Linked DNA regions of Gossypium hirsutum: region 1 is linked to region 2. A link is a contact called in public Hi-C data. All regions are on one chromosome and are shown on one strand. Each heading gives the region's core, a stretch centred on a gene start, on an enhancer-like site or on the middle of the called end of the contact. The rest is flanking DNA. Distances are from core to core; before and after follow the strand shown.

Region 1 (2,700 bases), core at 20-2,519, 310 kb before region 2:
AAAAACTGGGTCAATTTGAGCATAAATATTTTGAAAATAAACTGGTTTGGGCATTTGGTTTTGGGTCCCCAAAAGCTCAATGGAAAACGTTAAAACAAAACAAGGCAGCCCAAATTTGAGACTACCAAAGTGATCCTTTAGCATCCAGCTTTTTTTTTTCCACAAAATCAGCCCAAATTTTCTCTAAACAAAAGAGAAAATTCTGGATTAATAGTGAATCAGTACTAATACCTACATACATATTTGTGAAAGTCGCAACCACCCACTTATTGATGTAAGAAAATACCTTACATATTGGGTAAAATTAGTAAAGGCAAATGAGCATGAAATTCAAGCCCATGGTGGCATAGAAATCTTCATTGTCTTCTTATATGGCTAGTTTGGATATTTTTCAGTGTCAATTGGTGGCTTAGGTTAAACAATTTGAGTTGCCAAATTGCTTCAAGAAATAACAAAAAAAAAAGGAATCTTCATTGTTAAGTGGTAGTTGTGATTATTATTAACAAATATAACATATACATCCAACAAATTTCAGCATAAAAACAAAGGCACTTGTTTTCTTAGACTCCTTTGGACAAATGAATCCTTGTTATTTTCATTTCAAACCCAATCTAATAATTTTAGATGAACACATTATTAAAAAAAAACATAATTAACCTTTATATCCCCCGAATTCTTGTTTAATTATTTTATATCTCAATTTTTTAAAATTTAGTTAAAATATTCTTTTTAATAGTATTGACATGATAACGTATAATAATCCTTATGTATTTTATAAAAATTAAAAATAAACAAAATTAAAAATTTTAATAAAATGTTTTTTAAAACTATTCATAGTAGCAATAAAATACATATAGATCCCACATGGGTTATCACGTTATTATCATTAAAATTTTAATAGTTCAATTAATTTTTGCATTAAAAAGAATAATTTAAATTAAAATATATAAGGATTAGGATTAAATTTAACATTATAAACATTTAAAATCGACATATAAATATATTAATTGGGAAAAAAGATAGGATTAATATGAAGTGTTGGGTATAAGAAAAAGATAAAAAGAGATTATAATGTAAATGGTGAGGAATGAATGTCAAAGGCGTAATGGAAATGGATTCATTGTGAGAATGACAAATGGTATTTTGATTTCTTTAATAAACAACGACAAATTATAAAGTGAAGAAAGAGATTCCATGTTATGACTAAAATTGGGATTCCCTGTCGTATACGATCACTACTTGGATTCCGCCTATCATGTGGCTTCAATATCACACGCTTAAAATATATGTATCCTTTAAACTATTTCTTCATTGACTAAAGTAATCATAAAATTTATATCTTAACGTAGTCATTTTGTGAGAATGAAATATGACTATAATAAAATTAAATAGGCATAACAGTGATTTGGTTAGATTAAATAAAATGAATATTGTAATGGTATTCATACGTTTAGTTGAGCAGAACAGATATGGAATGATCACAAATGATAATTTTACCCTTAGAAATAAAAAATATTTTAAGTATATTAATAATATATTGTAAAAATATTTAAATTAAATTATATTTTGTATTAAATTAAATAATTACTAATAATGAAAAATATAATTAAATAATAATTTTTAATATTAATTATATAAATGTTTTGATAAAAATATTATATAAATGCATATTATTACTCCATTTACCCCACCATAGCTTGCTCCCAAGCTTTACCACTTCCTTTGATATTTCATCGTACCATTATTACTCAACCATCACCCTAAAACCACCACAACCATCTACTCTGTTTCATCATTCCCACCATAGCAACCTAACGATTCAAAAGCCCCCATTACTCGAAGTCAAACCCAAATGCCAAATCCATCAAATTGACAACACCAGTAGCCGAAAGGATTCAAAAAATAAAGAGAACAGAGAAGCAAAGAAGAAGAAAGAAGGTGAAAGAGACGATCTTTAAAATTGACAACACCGACAACCAAAACGAAATGAATTTCAAGCTTCTCTGAGTTAAACCAAAGAAAATATTATATAATTTTAGGATTACTATATCCCCATCGCTAAAATTGGTTAAAGCTACTAACCTATTAACCAAAACGTGAAATCGAGAGTTACCCAGATCCAATCTTGATGAACTGAATCAAAGGAAATGGAGACGTATCATATACGTCCCTAGATCTTTGACATTGAAGACATATTTTGACAGCGAACTAAAAACTTTAGCGGTGTGGTAGATTTGAGGCAGACTAGGAACGAGAGTTTCGACACAGAGCAAAAAGTACCAAAACAGAGATGGAAATTAGGTGAACGAGTCAGAGATGAATCGATGGTTCTCAATGACAGAATCGAGGGAGGCACCACTTTTACTGTAACACTTTATGCCCAACCCGATCATCAAGTCCGAGTTCTGAATGTCATAATCAACTTGCATAACTTAACAAATTTTTAAACTAATTTAATTATGTACTTAGACATTATCAGATTTAAAATTTTAATTTCTACTCATGACATTTACGAAATAAATTTGTACAAAATTGATACTGTAATAAACTTGATAGTTATTTACAAAAATTTTAATGTAGACTTTGATACAGACATAACCGACATGATCCATGAGGTGTGGCCTCTAAGGGTGTCCCTTTATACGCATGTTATAACTGTCGCAACCTTAGCGCAATGTTGGCGGGGTCTGGCTTGGTCTT
Region 2 (2,700 bases), core at 135-2,634:
AAAATTGTAAGTATTGTAAGTATTTTCAATAAAAATTATTAATTTGACATATTTGTTAAGTTGCTCTCATACGACGCGACATATGATTGACGAAAAGTTAACATGTTACATTGACAAATTTTAATTGAAACTACAAACGACAATTATGATTAGACTAGGGTTATTAAGTTGAAAAGGTAGGATGATTGAATTCTCTCACTTTTAAAGTATAAGGACTAAATCTCAAATTTTATCAAAGTATAGGGGCTAACAACATATGTTAACCTTTAGAAATACTCTGTTTAAGAAAGTAAAAACAAAATAATATAAATGTTTAGTTTTTATAATTTTTATAATTTCTATTATGATACATATAAATTAAGAATAAAAATTTTAATATTTAAAATAATCTTGAATTAATTATTATTTGTGACAATATGTTCAAAGTCAAATAATAGTGATGATATGTTGTTTAAAATTTTTAAAGAAAAATTATTATTTAAAATAGGTATAATGACAAGTTTAGTAATTAACGTTTATATCTTTTATCAATTTAGCTTTTTTTTGTAAGTTAAATTTGACTATCAACATTTTTAAAAAGAGTTAAATTTATCCATCAATTTTTCAAAAATAATAACTAAAACGTTATCTTTTTTAAATATAGCTCTTTACATGACAATTCATGTATACTTTATACTAATTTTTTGAACGTTTTATAATTTATTTTTATTTTTATTTTTTGAATATTTTTTATAATTTTAAATTATTTATTGATATGACATATAAGATAAAATATTGTCATGTCATCATGAAGTACATATAAATTATTATGTGGTTGTCATGCCAATATCATTAAAAATTAATGTTTTACTTAACATTTTTGTTACAAAAAGTAATTTAATTGTTTCTGAAATATCAATGACCAAATTTAACTCAAAAAATAAGGATTAAATTGACAAAAAAAATGTAAATTTTAATGCTAAATTTATCATTATGTCATTGAAATATTATATATAATGTTAATTTAAAAAATAATAAACTCTTATAGTAAAATTTTTAAATGAGGGTTGTTGATTTATGGATTATAAAATGTTTTATAATAATACTTAATTTATTTTTGTGTCATTATAAATTTATTAAATATTTATTATTTATTCAAATTAGGTTTATTAAATATTGTGTATTAGAAAAGTATTTAATTTATTTATTTAAATTTAAAAAATATAGTTTTTTAATATGTATTAGTTAAAAAAAATTTAAGTTAAATTTTAATTATACTTGCATGTGATTGGGTTTATGTTGCAAATAGAGGGATAAGACGGAAGAATATCGGGGCGGGTAAAAAAGTAACCGGTCCGCCCCGCCCATTGCTAACTCTAATAAAAGAACCAATTTCCATTTCTAAAGGGACTGTAATCTATCGGGTGCTTTGTCTGCAGCTGTCGTCGTTGACCGCAATCTGTAGCCAAAGTAACGCGCCATGGCTCGAACTTGGCTTCACCTAACTTCCTCCATTATTGTCTGTGCCCTGATCTGCTTCAATTTCTTCACCGTCGACGCAAAAGATCATCATCCACGGCCGATGCTCCTTCCTCTGCAACTGACCTCACGCAATCATTCCCAGCAGCGCCACTTGGACAATATCCGCCGTCATCTGCAGCAATCGGGACTCTCTTCTTCCACTCCAAACGCTCGCATGAGACTTTATGATGATCTCCTCTCCAACGGGTCTCTCTCCTATAAAAAATGTTTAGTTTTTTTCCTCTTTTTGATTTTTCGAATATTGAGTTTTTTTTTTTTGAATTTCCAGTTATTATACTACTCGGTTATGGATTGGAACGCCACCTCAGGAATTTGCTCTTATCGTCGACACCGGAAGTACTGTAACTTACGTTCCTTGCTCCAGTTGTGCGCATTGCGGCAAGCATCAGGTTCGGTTCTGTCTTGTCAAGTTCGTGCACTTCAACTTTCCCAGTTCTTAATTATAATTAATCAAGTTTGAAATTTGATGCCTTTGTTTGAATTGAGATTGAGATTATTAACTTGATCAATTTGAAACTAGCGAATTATTAGTTTAGTAGAATTTTAATTAAGTTAAATTGAGAATTTTGAGTCTTAAATTTTTATCGTTCGAATGAGAAAGTGAAGTGAGTTACGCTTTGCTGCTATTTTTAGAATCTTTGTCTAATTTCTTGATTTACAGATCTATTAGAGATTAATTTGGGAACTGGTGATTTTATGGTAATATTGATCTCTTGTTGCAATCCAGGATCCAAGGTTCCAACCAGATTTGTCTAGCACTTATCAACCTGTAAAATGCAATCCGAGTTGTAATTGTGATGATGAGCAAAAGCAATGCACTTATGATAGACGGTATGCTGAGATGAGTTCCAGCAGTGGTGTGCTTGGGGAGGATATTGTTTCTTTTGGGAATGAAAGTGAACTTGTGCCACAGCGTGCTGTTTTTGGGTGTGAAAATAGGGAAACAGGTGACCTTTATAGCCAACGGGCTGATGGTATAATGGGTTTGGGTCGGGGCCAGCTTAGTATTGTGGATCAACTTGTTGATAAGAGTGTTATTGGTGATTCGTTTTCTTTGTGTTATGGTGGGATGGATGTTGGTGGAGGTGCAATGGTTCTTGGAAAAATCACTCCTCCCCCTGAAATGGTGTTCTCCCATTCAGACCCTTTCCGCAGGTATCCTTCTTTTACAGTATTGTA

Evidence for each region. A called contact is a pair of places that touch in the nucleus more often than the background predicts.
Region 1: a Hi-C map of leaf shows a contact between it and region 2, with 2.3 times the contacts expected there. The contact joins the enhancer-like site here to the promoter of LOC107922303 in region 2. A contact is called at or near these places in 2 of 34 Hi-C or Micro-C datasets (both in leaf).

What each region holds. Positions count from the first base shown.
Region 1 is chrD01:20,859,575-20,862,274 of Gossypium_hirsutum_v2.1, reverse strand. No RefSeq gene overlaps it. Among protein-coding and RNA genes, the nearest start is that of LOC107922081, 33 kb to the right of the region's middle. Within about 2 kb of position 1,269, at least 2 of the 9 cell types and tissues checked have an H3K27ac peak or open chromatin away from gene starts, as enhancers often do. A contact at or near this core is called in leaf, where this site is marked.
Region 2 is chrD01:20,547,616-20,550,315 of Gossypium_hirsutum_v2.1, reverse strand. It overlaps LOC107922303 (protein ASPARTIC PROTEASE IN GUARD CELL 1), which reads left to right and starts at 1,384. Exons shown (of 12, transcript XM_016852279.2): 1 at 1,384-1,707; 2 at 1,790-1,910; 3 at 2,249-2,676. The coding sequence starts at 1,460.